Linked DNA regions of Mus musculus: regions 1, 2, 3 and 4 are each linked to region 5. A link is a contact called in public HiChIP or PLAC-seq data. All regions are on one chromosome and are shown on one strand. Each heading gives the region's core, a stretch centred on a gene start, on an enhancer-like site or on the middle of the called end of the contact. The rest is flanking DNA. Distances are from core to core; before and after follow the strand shown.

Region 1 (2,700 bases), core at 133-2,632, 1.1 Mb after region 5:
GGAGATACAATCCGAAGGGACATTTTCCCTTATCTGGTAATAGCAGGTACTCAATGCACAGTCTTAGAAATGGGAACAGTAGAGAGAAAAGGGCACATTTCAGACAAAACTGCATTCACATCACAAGTATTAATTACAACTTTCAAAGTATTTCCTGCTCACATGGCATGCCATCTGTTGCAAGAATTCACCCTCATTTTATCCGTTCACCAAATGACAGCAATGTGTCCAAGTTTCTCCAGCAAATACCACAAGTATTGAGCCCAAACAGCAAGAAGCTTCCTGTCAGACCCTTATTCTTATCATTTCACTAAAGTATCACACCAAAACACCTGGCTGCACTCCTCCACCAACTGCTGTGCGTCTGTCTGTCTGTCCTCTTACTTGCTCCTTCAAGGCAGGCTCCACCCCCTCAGTGTATTCCCCTGGATCTTCCGCCACACACTGTCTTTATCTCAGTAAACAAAAGGAAAAGAGAAGATAGCTGGCTGGTCAAACCCAGGAGTATTCTCTGCGGTGGCTCTCGGACAATGGAGAATGGTGGATGAGCCAGGGACTCCCTTCCCCAGTTTACTTGTGGGTATTTCCTGCTCGCCCATTACTGGTGCAGGAAGAACCCTGCCATGGTTCCTAAGGAGTCCATCACCAATGAGGCTGCTCTGCATTCTAAGTGGGAAGGATGTGTGCAAATGGGACCGCTCGCAGCCCTATTTAACTTTACCATGGGTCTGTGTTTGTCAAAGCTCTATGCCAACCCCCTCAGAAAGAAATACCACAAAACTTCTTTAAGGGAGGGTAAAAAGACCTACTTTATACACTTGGTCTCATGCTAATCAGGGCACCATTGAAATCCCAGCTGAATAGGAGTCCTACAATAGCCTGGGAAACACGAGGTGGTCTCTCCACAGCGCAGGCTGCTCCAGTCAAAGCGGCTCACTCCCTGGCTTTTTAACTCCTTTGGAGAAGATGGAGAAGAAGGGGAATTAACACTGGGATCAGAAACTGCTATTCCTGTGCAGAAAAGTCACCCCACTTCTGCGTGACACTTATCAGCTTCTCTGGCCATTTTTTCTAAGGCATCTGATGCAGCTGCTGTCCTTGGTAGACGTGTAACGGAAGGGGACACAGGGTTCAGCGGCCAGCTAAAGGGAGATTCTAAAACAGCACTTTGCTGGGAATCTTAGTAAATAATTTCTGTTAGAGATTAACTGGTTGAATTATTAATGCAGCGTGTCACCAGCCTCCAATAAGAAATGAGACTGGCCCTGCTTTCTAGATAAAAAAAAAAAAAAAAAAACAAAACACTGAAGTGAGTGCCAGCCTACTCCACAGGGTTGTTGTGAAATTCAAGTAAGTTAATAATGCATGAAGCGCCTTAGTGCACAGCTTGTCACATAATGAGGATTCAGTCAAGTCCATGGCCTTCCAGCCTGGAGTTCAGTCTCACCTCTATTCTCTTAGGAATTTACACAGGAACAGGAAATACTGACATGGGTAAAAGGTTTTAAACCCCAAATCAAACTTAACTACTTTATAGGGCCCGATAATTTTAAGGCATTCTGACGGGTTCGCTTTACTCACATGCTTGTTAGTGAAAATCTAAACGCCAGTCTTTACTCTCGGAGGAAAAAAAGGTAGGCTGTTGGTTGGTTCATGGCCGAGAGTACCACCATTCTCTATCCCAAATCCTGCCACTCAATATCTCCGAACAGCAGCTGCCTCACCCATCCCAGCACAGCATCAATTAGAGGACGGTGGCTCCTTCCAGGCCTTAAGTCCTGGTGGGATGGTGATGTGGCTGACTACAGGGTAAGTATTCAAAAACATCTGCTGCCCTAGCCTCTTCCAGCTGACAGAGGACAATGCTACTCCAGGTGTCAAGGCTGGATTTTGTTGTCTGCTTGGGGGGCGGAGCAGGGCGGGGTAGAGCTCTACAATGAGAAAAACTGACTGAATATCTAAATACAGATTCTCAGACTTACATGTTGTCATCTGGAAGAATCCGTCAGTGAAACATTGCTAATTGATAATAAATGACCAATTTCACAGTTGTGACAAGCACAACTGCACACGATCAGTTTTAAAGCAAACTCAGAGTTTCTTAGCCCCATCAACGGACTTGGGAAAATTGAATCTAAAATTCCTGACAGCTTATTTCTCCCAGGAATGGAGAGCCATGTCCTTGGAATGCTTTGACCCAAGATGTATATTTTATCTTCCCAGCCAGTCCCTAGGAGCTCTGCGCTCTTACAATGCCTCAAGTTCAGGCCTTTCAAAGGAGTCCTTCACAAAGGTGCTAGGAGCCCACCAGCCCCCCTGCCACGCCATTGGAATTGCTCTCTAAATAGATTTCAATGAGAAGTTCCTGAACAAAAGACTCTCTAATAAGTTGGTAACACCTTTGGAAATATTTTTAAAGTCTCAGCTTCCTAGAAGTTCCTCCTCCTGGGCGCTGTGTGTGCAGTTGGTGCAGAACAAAGCGCCACGCATTTAATCAAAACAGCCGCTAAGGGCAAGATGTCAGCAAATGCAAAGATGAGAAATGATGTGTTAGGCTGTTCCTCCCTAGAAGCCTACAGAGGCCAAATTGACCAAAACAGCCCCTTTGGGCAAGTGTCTAATGAAATGGGCTGTGCGGCTGAGAAACATTTCTGCCACTTCCTGTTGGTGGTTGCTAACTTAGTAACAATGTGGGTCATT
Region 2 (2,700 bases), core at 176-2,675, 1.1 Mb after region 5:
AGTAAATGGACTTGTGTCTCAAATCCAAGCCTTGCCATTACTGGGGACACAATACCTAGCTCGGGAGTTACAGGGTACAAATGTGGGACAGTGCAGGGAAAAACTAAGTGTCAGCCATCATCAATGGCTGCTGCACTCACTGCCTAGTTATATAAAAATTACTTATTTTCTCTGTGGGAAGGCAAGTAAGAACTAGGAAAAGAAGAAAGGTAGGCACAGCAATATATGTCTTCAAACTCAACACTCAGAAGACTGAGGCAGGAGGATCAAGTTTAAAGCCAGTTTCTGCTATGTATGTAACAAAACAATGTCTCATGTATGTGTGTGTATGTGTGTGTGTGAGTGTACACATACATACATATGAGACTCATATACACATATGTACACAAATACATACATGAGAGAGAGCACACGTGAGTCTGCATGTGCAGACTCGAGCTGGTTACAGAGCCGAGTAGACAGGAGCTTTCTGTAAGGTAGATAGGATCTACTTGCAAAGGCCTACAATTTCTAGAGCTATCTTGAGGAGTGAGTCAGCATAGTGGCAAAAGTCTGTTTTTGATGTCTCATCATGAATCTTCACCTGCTGTGGAGAGAGATGGCAGCCACCCCTAGGGCACACACGGCCCCATCCTGCTGGGATGTAGCCTAGCAAGAGATCACTAAGACCCATGCAGACCAGAAGCCAGAATTCGGTCCTCAGCCCAGCTTCTGCTTCCACGGCAGTGGGTGGCTTAGTCAGCAAACGTTGCAAAGGCTTTTGGCTCGGAGCACATAGTGACAGCAAACTTGACTTGCAGTGCTCAGGAATCCTTGAGGGTTTCAACTCTGCAGACTAAGTAAGTGAGCCCCTTGAAGATAGGAATCACACCGATTACACACTGAGACTTTTAGAAACCCCACCACGTCTCCATACCAGCATGGGATGGATAACATAAAAGCAAGAGAATTTTAGAATCTCAGATGCAAAGGAAAACAAGAGCTGTCTGTCTGGTCAGGGATTTTGCCAAGTGCAGTCCCTTAACCCTCCTGTTTCAGAATCACCCGGACGCTTCGCAAGAGAGATGTCTGAGAATCTGTGGGTGGCCTGGAATGTGCACTTTACCCGACTTTGTAGCAATCTGTGGTATAGACTAAGTAGCCGAGAGAACAGCAGTGGACAGTATGGGAGGGCAATGGAGGGGCTCAAACCCTCTACCTCGGGGCCTCGAGGCTTGTATCCTGGACATAGTAGCTCCTTCAACTCCACGCTGGGATCCACCACAACTTCTCCCACCAGAGCTGCTCCCACCTCTCATTGGTCCCTCATTCTGTACAGTTAATAACCTTCCATTTTGCTGTTACAACACAGGCTTTGATGTGTGGTTCTCTAAATGCTCTATCATGCTTCCCTTTCTAGACTGTGAGCTACTCCAAGGCAAGGAGTTGTGCTGAGTCATTCTGGCCGCCTCCCGGGTGACTACAGACACCAGAGCTGCCTCTCTTCTGCCTACACTTGCAGAAGTGTGCCTTGGCCTAGGGATTTCCTTTCAGGTTTCTAGTGTTCCACACAGAGCTGTCTCTCAAATTGAGTAGAGAATCTTCTTTGGAGAAGAAAGCTCCAGGAACTGATGCACCCTCATGGCCTAGTAACAGTAAGGACTGTATAATGAATGACAAAGTATCTTTGGCAGCCTAGTCTTTTGACTCTAGGAGAGTTACTCAATTCGTAGTCATTGCTTTTTAGCCTCAATAAAAGGCTTTCGGTGGCTGCTGGCACCAGGAATTTGCCAGTGTCTGTGTTAGCCCTGTGCATCTGAAAGGGACAATGATGGGCTAGGATCATGCTGCTGTGTGATGCTCAGCCAGCAATTACAACCTGTTTCTCTTGATGCAGTACAGAATTGAACAATGTTTTCTAATCACCTACTTGCCTTGCATTTGTGTACAACTGGTACTTAAACAACAACAACAACAACAACAAACAGGACTAGAGAGATGGCTCAACAGTTAAAAGCACTTGCTGTTTGTCTGGGGACCCAGGTTCAGTGTTCAGCATCTATAATTGTCCTCCAGTTCCAGGTGATCTGACACCTTCTCCTGTCCTCTCAGGGCAGCAGGCACCCATACAGTACACAACAAACATGCAGGCAAAATACTCATACACATAAAATAAAACTTAAAAGTTAAGGATATCTCTATCTATCTATCTATCTATCTATCTATCTATCTATCTATCTATCTATCTATCTATCTATAGTGTACACTTGCTCTCTCTTGCAAAAGAGCAGAGTTTGGTTCTTGCCCTCACACCTGTGCCCACCCAGTGTCCAAGTTGGCTCCCACCATACCACTGTCTGGCTGTTAGGAAGTAACAAGAGCATCTATAGGTCACCACCAGCATTTAAAAAGATAAAAGAGAAAACGTTAGACAGGACCTGCCAACATGCCAACTAGCAAGCAGCAAGATACAACTGCCTCCTCTGGGTTTCGATTTCCTCCCTCTCAGCAAAGGAACAAAAATAAAAAAAAAAGAGAGAGATTCTTAATGAACTTTGCAAACTATGGAGTGCTGTAACGATACTGTTACCATCTCCTGATTTATGCCTTGGCTTCCTTTCCCTGCCACATCTACGTTCCTGCCGACCTGACAGTGGGGAACTAGGTAGCGAGGTCAGCTTTGGGCATTACTGTCAGACTTTTGTTCAGGGGATGTGGGTG
Region 3 (2,700 bases), core at 63-2,562, 1.3 Mb after region 5:
TACCTCTGAATTCCACAAATCAAACTGCACTGACTGTATGAACTGAGTAGAACTCAAAGAAACTGCATGAATTCAATTGAACTCAATGCATTCAACTGAACCACATCCAACTACACTCAACTGAACTCAACTGCATTGCCTGAACTCAACTCAATTTACCTCCACTCATTGAACTGCCCTCTACCTCTAACTCACTCTGCACTGTTCTTTAAGTGGCTTCTCTTTCCTATCTTATCTGTTCATGTGAGAGTTGGGCGTATCATATCTGACTCATTCTGTCAAATCTTACTCTGATTCATCACTTTGTCTGCCTCTCAATTAGATGTCACTTTCAAACATAACTGCTTCCTTCTACAAACTAACTTTACTTCCTCTGTTAGGGATTACAGGTGTCTAGTAAGGGCTTGTCTGTATTCCAGTCAGATCATACTGTAATCCAGGGCATGTCTACATTCTTGTTGGATCATATCTTTGGATGTGATTCCTTGCCAGAGCAGCCATGTTGCTGGATTAAAATTACTCTACATGTATAGATAAGTTCAACAGTCTAGAAAGGAGACTAAGAAGATAAAGAGGTGCTGAAGAAGGGGTGGGGCAAAAGACACATGTAACATGAAGGATGGAGGGGCTGCAGAGGAGGGTAAGGGAGTAGAGAGGAAGAAGTTTTAAGAGGGGGTGGGGACATAGAGGTTGGAAGAGGTGGGTGGAGAACACACTTCAATAGAAAATGCTGTAAATGCTATAATGGCATCAAATACTTTGTATGCTAATTTTTAAAATAATAAAATAGGAGTTGGATAGATGGCTCAGTGACTTAAGAACCATCCAGTTATCTATAGTGTTGACAAGCCTAAATACTTCAGTAACTCTGCACTAGGAAACCTTTAAACACAATAATGCATATGTTAGAAAGCTTACATTTTCATAGTTGCTATGTTTTGATTCCCTTTACATATGCAATCCTAGGAACTGAACTCTGGTCTTGGCACATGCAAGGCAAGCACTCTACCACTTAACTATATTTCAAACCTCAAACTTTGTGGCCCCGGTAGGTCTTGAACTTGCTAGTCCTGGCTTCAACCTCCATAGTAGCCAGTATTACAGACCTCTGCCACCAAGCCTGCCTTTTCTTCAGATTCTGCTCAGAGGGTCCTTCAGGATATGAAGGTTCCAGCCCCTTCCAGTCATTGAAGCTGCACCTGAGAAGGCTTTTGCGAGGCCCTAGGACTTGCTGGGGATCTTACACGCCTCTCTTTTGAAGCCTAGAAGATAGCTCTAGAAACTACTTCCTTTTCTAATGGCCTCATGTTCACTCATTTATGGTTTCTGTATGAGATCCCAGAAGGAGGAACTCTGACCCAGTCCCAGTGGATCTGCGATAAGCTCTGCACAATACCAGGCACAGAACAGGGTTTAGTGTGAGCTTGTGCATGAAATTTGAAGGGAGCTAGAGCAGGACAGCAGGTGCAGGCTGGGCAGACACCCTCTCCCATGTTTAGTTTCTTTACTAAAACAATATATCCAAGTCTTTGAAGTTTTTGAAGCAGTAGAAAGGAAGAGGAAATAGAAAATGCAGCCTCTCCCACAATGTCATTAGGGTAGAAGTAACCACAAAAGAGAAGTGAGAACCTGGAAACAGACTGTCAGGTGCTGGGACACTTGATTTAACAAAATGGCATTGCAAATTGCTGGGGAAAATAAGAGACATTTCTCTGTATAGAAGAAAACAACTGGCTGTCACTTGTTAAAATAAAACTCAATTCACACGATACTTGATGTGCCCTGGTGGTCTAGGGGTTAGGACTCAACACTCTCACCACTGAGGCTCTGATTCAATCCCTAGTCAGGGAAGAAACCCTCTTTTGAAAACAAACACAACCCCCCCAAAAAAATCTCAGTTCAGGAGGATCTAAGGGTTGAGTTTAAAAGGCAAAGCTGCAACTTTTAGAAGAGAATATAGGAGTATGTTGAGCAAGCTAGGAGAAAGTTCTCTAAAAGATATAGAAAGCAATAATAAAAAGTAATTTAAAGATACATTAAGAATTTGAATTTCTATTCTTTGGAAGACTAGAATGGAAATCAAGAATGCCATCCAACAGGTGGAGAAGATGTAGTAATAGATGACATGAGAGAGGAAAAGAGTTGTATCCAAAATGAATTGTTTTAAACCTAAGAAGGAGGAAAATACTGACACCACCACAGAAAAGCAGTCAAACGATATGATATGAGTAGAGGATCGACTGAGTGTGTGTAACTGCACTGAAGCGTGATGTGACTCGAAGTACTATGATGTGATACTATTTACAGACACCGATGTGGCAAAAATGTCTTCTTTTTGTTCTGTGTGTTCTGTGGGAACCAGGGCAAACCCCACGTGCTGGAACGGCACTTGTGAATTTGTATCTGTATTTCCTCTTCCAAGTACATGAGGATACCAGGAATCAATTCTGTGGAAGTACTGATCGCACATGCACAATCACTCAGGAACTAAATGCCTACCAAGAGAATGGATTAACGTGGCAATATGCATCCTGGAATATTAATCAAAGAGCAGGAAAAAATGAAGGAAGCATGGCAGCAAAGCAGTAGAACTGAGTACCCTTTTACAAAAGTTACAGAATTCAGTATAACAGATGAAATCATGTTTACAATGAAACAATAATTTTGTCATATATAATTTGATAATTTTTTTTTGTTTTG
Region 4 (2,700 bases), core at 80-2,579, 1.1 Mb after region 5:
AAATCATCATTATGAACCAGGGGACTGGGCTTCTTGTAATCCTAACCCTTAAAGGCTATTTAATGAAACTTGGGCCGCACCTCTGCAGGAGGGGCGAAGGCTTAAACCGCTCCCTGACATGTTACTCGCCTTCTCTGGAGTCTCAGATTTACTACTTTCGGACTTTATTCATTATTCACAATGTTTTCATTCCTGGGTCATAAAATGAGCACCCCACCCCTCCTCCAAAGGCTTGGTCCCCACCCCCAGGGCCTTCATTCCTGCCACAGTCAGCAAAGTTCTGATAAGTTTCACTTTGGGAAAAAAAATGTCTTCTATGTTGATCTCTGAAGCAGCTAGCAGCGGATCTGAGGGGTGTGGGGGGGATGGCTGGCTGCCAGGCCGGCAGAGAACTCTCCCCTACCTGCCTTTTAAGGAGCTTGGCCCAGAGTCTGGAAACTCATACAGAGGAAGGCATGGCAATTAAGCCACAAGGGGACAGAAAGGGACGGGTCCTGGCCGGCAAGCCAGTGGTTGGGAGGTTGTCTCCAACTGTAAGAGAGAGCCTCTTCCTGTCTTTTGTGGTGAAAAAGAGCCCAGCTACCCACATCTTTACAGATGTTCCATTCAGGAGGGGAAATGGAGAGGGTCTTTAGGCTAGCCTTCCTGGGGAGGAAGGAGCAGCAACCTGGGAGCCAGTAAGTCTCAGTCTCATCATTCTAGTCCTTTGCAGTCACATGACTTCACCTGTCTGGGCTTAGGTGGTCCCTTATAGAAAATAGCATTAATAATATCCACCTGGCAAGGCTGGCAAGGAATTCAATGGGCGATATGTCAAATGCCTGGCACTTTGAAAGGCTCATTTTGGTTTTGGTTGTTTTTTCTTCTTCTTCTTCTTCTTCTTGCACGATTAGGATGTGGGAAATATGCCGTGCCAGGGCAGAAGCAGAAAATACGTGTGTGGTGGTTTTGATTTTGATCTTTCCAGGAAACAAGATAGAAGAAAAGAAGCCCATTGCAGAAGGACCCCACCACTACCACCACCGCTGCCGCCACCACCACCATCGCCGCCACCACCACTCAGCTGCTGTGTTGTTTTAAACATTTTGCTCTATTTATAAATCACCCCAAGAAAAAGTCATATTTTTACACAGTATGTCCTAACAATTCCTCTTCTAAAAACTGAGACGTCTTCCCCGGGTGACTCTGAAGGGCTAACATCCCGATACTCGGTTCTGCTTTAATAATATTTACATAGAACTTTACAGCTTACAAAGCGCTTTTCCCTCTGTCGAGCTGTCTGTTTCTCACAGAGCCCTGCAGGTCATTCTGGGATTACTGACACACTTTCCAAGTGAGAGCAGTAAAGGCCAGAGAGGCCAGTGAGTCACTCTGAATTAAAGGAGGAGAAGGGCAGGACAGCTTGGCAGCCCCATCGCCGACACCTGCCCTTCTCCCTCCCTCCTGGGTTCTTCTTAATGGTACCAAGATAGCCGTTTCCTTGAAGTCCCAGAAGATAGCTGGTCTTTGAGTCCCAAATACAAAGGCATACAAGTAAGGTCTCTTGTAGTGGATCCATTGCAACCAGATCTTGGGAGCCAGTATTTAGCATTTAAATACAAGCAGCACCAGACCAACCCATACAGGTCTACTACTGAGTTTATTTGTATGTTTATGTCCTTGTTAGCTTTACCCTAACCCCCAGACCTCGCGCATGTGTATATGGGTTAACGAACTTCTTTGCGCCAGAAGAGATTCAGTCAACAAACATTTGGCGATGGAGAATTGTTTTTTCTTTTTCTTTTTTTTTTCTCAGTCTCAAGGCTAAGGGAAAATATAATAGGCTTGGGTTTTGCCTTTCAAGATGGAATCAGGAATGGAGCTGAATTTTCTCTGAAGCCAAATGTTCCATCTGTTAGAAGGAAATGGCCAGATCTTTACTTGAGTAGAATTAAGTGATTGGAAAATTCCCACTCAGCTGTCTCCAGCATTTTGGCACTTCAGTGCCATGCTGCCTGAGAAAGGCTATACGTCACAGACATTTCTCAGGCTACAGTGGTGGGTGTGACAACTCTGACTTCTAACACAGATGACAAAGAGGCCAGAGAGAGAAACCTCAGAAGCCAATTATGGCTGCAGCCATCAGTGGCTGCCCTGTGCCCACAGGTCTCCTGAAGAACATGGTTTGAAGTACAGTTATTTTCCCAAATGGCAAGCGCTCCCAGCCAAAGTCCTCCTTGAAGAGATACTCTGCCAGTTCATGCCAGTCTCCTGGCAGCTCTTTCCAGAGTGTTGCAGGCTGCCAACTTCACAGTCCTCTTTCATGTTGAATTTGTCAGGTTTCCTTGATATTGTACCACTGTGCGTTTCTTCCTATTTCCAAGCTACGCTCTCCGTTTCCAATGTCTCCACACCTGGCTTTTACTCTTTCGTAGAGTGGTATCCCTGGCTCTCTGCTGTGATTTTAGCTGCTTCAAATGCTCTGTGAAGATGAAATGATCTCCTAAGGACGAACGGGCCCCCTCCCATCAATCCTGTCCCTGGCCTCTGATAATTCACCCAAATGGACATAAAACTGATACTAGTAGATCAGAGTTTAAGATTTAACCCATCCCCACCCTCCCCCCAAGACAACTTTCACCCCTGTATTTCTAGTCTATGTGCCCCTAAACCTAACAACAAAAACCCAGACCCTTAAGACCCCTCCATTTCCCTACTCAC
Region 5 (2,700 bases), core at 33-2,532:
ACTACTTGTCCTAATACCTGACCTTAGTCAAGCCCATCCTTACAACCCAGACATTAAAACAGCCAAACCTGCTCCTCTGCCTTATACTCATTCCTATCATTCCTGGTCCTGTCTAGGCCCTTCCTCATTTTAGACCCTGTCCTCTTCCAACGGTTGGCTTAAAAACCTAAACCCTTCTTCTAACCCCACTGGTCCTCCTGTCTGACCCGGCAAAGGCCTTCACTCTGGCAGGCCTATAGCGAGCACTATTTCTGACTCTGAACTGGTACTTATCCCAATCCTTCACTGAAATCTAGTGTCACAAATACTCTGGTCCACTGGGACCTCAGTTTTGACACCTGATATTCATGTCCTTCCCATTTCCCAAGCCACGCGGATTTGGAAATGTGGGCCCTCCTCCCCATCCCTCCCGGGATTCCTGCCCACCGCATAGACTCAGCAGGTAGCCTATGGAGACCCCGCCACGGCCCAGAACTGTATACCTAACTCCACGCGGGAATATTCCTCCCCCAAGGCCCTTCTCTCCATAGGACCCCAGTCTAGTGACCCCGATCTCGGACCAGAACTGGTGTTCTATTATCTCGGTGCCCCGAGTTTCATTACAGCCCCCGCCCAAAAGTCCCGCTGCGAGCCGGGCTGGCAACGCTCCCTGTCCTCGGGACTCCAGCGCGGCGGCCTCTCCCGTGAGGTCAGGGCAACCCCACTCACCTCCGCGTCCACCACCTCGTGGTAGGCGGGCGGGGGATCGAAGCCGCCACCACCTCCGGTGCTCCCGCCGCGGGAAGGCCCGCTGCCGTCGCTGCCGCTGTCGCCCCGTGGGCCGCCGCCCGGCCCCGGACTGGGGCCGCCGCTATCCATGGGCTCGTAGCCACCGTAGTCGAGGCCGGGCCGCTCGTTGGTGAGCAGCGCCACGGCCTCGTTGATGTCGTTCTTGGCCAGGCGCAGGGCCTTGCGGATGGTGGCCGGGTCCGAGAAGCCCATGCACAGCAGCGTGGTCATGTGCTGCTCCTCCTCCGATTCCATGGCTCCGGCCTCGGAGTCGCGCCGGCCGGCGTGCGGCGAAGCTGCGGCTCCCGGGCCTGGCGGGCCGTGCCGCGCTGCCTCGGCCCCGGCTCCGTCCCCGGCAGGGCCCCTGAGCTCCCGCCCCGCGCGTTCCGAGGCCGCCGGGCCAGGGTTAGGTGCGCGCGTGGGCGCAGCGAGCCGAGCTGGGGTGGTGGGGCGCTCAGGCGCGGCCGGCCGGCCCAGCCCTGCGCGCCGCCATGTTGGCCTGCTCCTCCTCTTCGCGGGGCCGCGCCTCCGCTCCCGGAAGCAGCCCCGGCGGCGCTCGGGCCGCCGTCCCCGGGCTCGGGCGGCGCGGAGCTGTGGGTGTGCGGACGCGTGTGTGTTTCTCCCAGGCCGGGGCCAGGGAGGGGCGTGCGCCGAACGTGTCTGAGGTGAGAGGCCGCGGAGCGCAGAGAGAGCACGAGAGTCCTCCGCCTGCGCCTCCCGCCCACCCCTTCCCCCGGCAACAGGTTCCCTCTGGGACGGGAGGGGCAGGCGCCGAGCGGCTCGCTGCCGGTGTCGCTGAGGTCCCCGGGCGCCCGGGCCTCGGTGCCCTGACGACACTCGTGTCCCATCGCAGGTGACTCTTCCCGCCGCCCCCGGAACCCTGCTTGGTTCTCCTGAAGTGTCCTGCGGTCCGAGGAAAGTGACCCTACGCGCCGCTGAAGCCCTCCTCGCCGCCCACAGACGGGTGCCCAGATCCGCAGGACGAGCATCCCCGCACACCCTCGCCCTCGACCCTCCAGCCTTCTCTAGAGACCCCTAGACCTTGAACTCCCACTCCCAACAACACTGACCACCTGTCCCACCAGGCCTGATAAACTTTACCATACTTTTCAGCCAGAACTGTATGACCGTCCTTCAGACACAGACACATGGAAATATTCTGGGTGTCTACTTCTATCCTGATTCTGACCACCAACCCATTTCTACTGAAGTCTTTGGCTCAGGGGTGAAGACTTTCCCCTCTGTTTCTGTCTTCCAGCGTTTGTTTAGCTTTTTGCCTTCTGTTCCCACCTCATTGGCGTTACCATGGCCAGTCCCCTTTGCCCCTTTTCCCGTTTCAGTGTCCTGATCTAGGTTTCTTCTCGGTTCTCTTCCCAAGATGCTGGTTCCTCTTCCTTCTCACATACTTGCTTATTAGTTCATCTGCTTTGGTCTTAATCCTGCTTTATTCTTGAACCCCCTCCCCACCCCCCAATCCACTAACCTTTCTTTTTCACACTGTTAAAACATTTCTGATGGCTTAACAATTGGACCTTCACATAGCCCAAATCTGAAATTACTGACAGCACTCAGAACTTTTCTCTGCATTCTCTGCCAGCATTTTTCCCCCTCAGATCCTGGTGGCTTCTTGCCTAATAATTTGATAGTTTGTAAACACCAGCTATTTGATTATTTACGGGGTGAATTTATCATTATATAGATATAGTTTCTATTATTCTTACTAAAGGCTAGTAATGGGTTTGATCACAAAGTAGACACCTGAATAAGAGGTAAGTTCTGGGGTGTCAATGAAATTTTAAGTACATATAATAGATAAAGACCAAAGTAGTCTAAGTTGAAAGCATCCTGTCACAGAATATACACCAACACAATAGGTCAGGGCACCTGTAATCCCAGCCCTCCAGAAGCTGAGCCTGGGAGATCTCCAGTTCA

What was found. HiChIP or PLAC-seq counts read pairs in DNA pulled down with a chosen protein or histone mark.
Region 1: an H3K27ac HiChIP or PLAC-seq map of stem cell-derived neural progenitor cells shows a contact between it and region 5, with 5 times the contacts expected there. The contact joins the enhancer-like site here to the promoter of Usp24 in region 5. A contact is called at or near these places in 12 of 39 promoter capture datasets (the 3T3-L1 cell line, 3T3-L1-derived adipocytes, cranial neural crest and 7 more), 1 of 484 Hi-C or Micro-C datasets (palatal mesenchyme), 12 of 115 datasets of contacts at active chromatin or transcription factors (T-cell acute lymphoblastic leukemia, craniofacial prominence, embryonic stem cells and 7 more) and 2 of 9 other capture datasets (embryonic stem cells and liver).
Region 2: an H3K27ac HiChIP or PLAC-seq map of extraembryonic endoderm stem cells shows a contact between it and region 5, with 7 times the contacts expected there. The contact joins the enhancer-like site here to the promoter of Usp24 in region 5. A contact is called at or near these places in 1 of 39 promoter capture datasets (the C10 cell line) and 10 of 115 datasets of contacts at active chromatin or transcription factors (embryonic forebrain, embryonic stem cells, extraembryonic endoderm stem cells and 2 more).
Region 3: an H3K4me3 HiChIP or PLAC-seq map of embryonic forebrain shows a contact between it and region 5, with 8 times the contacts expected there. The contact joins the enhancer-like site here to the promoter of Usp24 in region 5. A contact is called at or near these places in 1 of 39 promoter capture datasets (hippocampal neurons) and 7 of 115 datasets of contacts at active chromatin or transcription factors (the NIH/3T3 cell line, astrocytes, embryonic forebrain and 4 more).
Region 4: an H3K27ac HiChIP or PLAC-seq map of embryonic stem cells shows a contact between it and region 5, with 5 times the contacts expected there. The contact joins the enhancer-like site here to the promoter of Usp24 in region 5. A contact is called at or near these places in 1 of 484 Hi-C or Micro-C datasets (embryonic stem cells) and 12 of 115 datasets of contacts at active chromatin or transcription factors (embryonic fibroblasts, embryonic forebrain, embryonic hindbrain and 4 more).

The regions. Positions count from the first base shown.
Region 1 is chr4:105,169,118-105,171,817 of GRCm38.p6, reverse strand. All of the region lies in intron 1 of Plpp3 (phospholipid phosphatase 3), which reads right to left. Among named protein-coding and RNA genes, the nearest start is that of Plpp3, 13 kb to the right of the region's middle. Within about 2 kb of position 1,382, at least 55 of the 459 cell types and tissues checked have an H3K27ac peak or open chromatin away from gene starts, as enhancers often do. A contact at or near this core is called in embryonic stem cells, forebrain, liver and 2 more, where this site is marked.
Region 2 is chr4:105,224,491-105,227,190 of GRCm38.p6, reverse strand. The region is part of intron 5 of Plpp3 (phospholipid phosphatase 3); the gene reads right to left. Among named protein-coding and RNA genes, the nearest start is that of Plpp3, 68 kb to the right of the region's middle. Within about 2 kb of position 1,425, at least 140 of the 459 cell types and tissues checked have an H3K27ac peak or open chromatin away from gene starts, as enhancers often do. A contact at or near this core is called in embryonic stem cells and extraembryonic endoderm stem cells, where this site is marked.
Region 3 is chr4:105,006,468-105,009,167 of GRCm38.p6, reverse strand. All of the region lies in intron 15 of Fyb2 (FYN binding protein 2), which reads right to left. Among named protein-coding and RNA genes, the nearest start is that of Gm52670, 11 kb to the left of the region's middle. Within about 2 kb of position 1,312, at least 27 of the 459 cell types and tissues checked have an H3K27ac peak or open chromatin away from gene starts, as enhancers often do.
Region 4 is chr4:105,202,935-105,205,634 of GRCm38.p6, reverse strand. The region is part of intron 2 of Plpp3 (phospholipid phosphatase 3); the gene reads right to left. Among named protein-coding and RNA genes, the nearest start is that of Plpp3, 47 kb to the right of the region's middle. Within about 2 kb of position 1,329, at least 54 of the 459 cell types and tissues checked have an H3K27ac peak or open chromatin away from gene starts, as enhancers often do. A contact at or near this core is called in embryonic stem cells, where this site is marked.
Region 5 is chr4:106,314,795-106,317,494 of GRCm38.p6, reverse strand. Usp24 (ubiquitin specific peptidase 24) reads right to left here and starts at 1,282. Exons shown (of 68, transcript NM_183225.2): 1 at 709-1,282. The coding sequence starts at 1,023.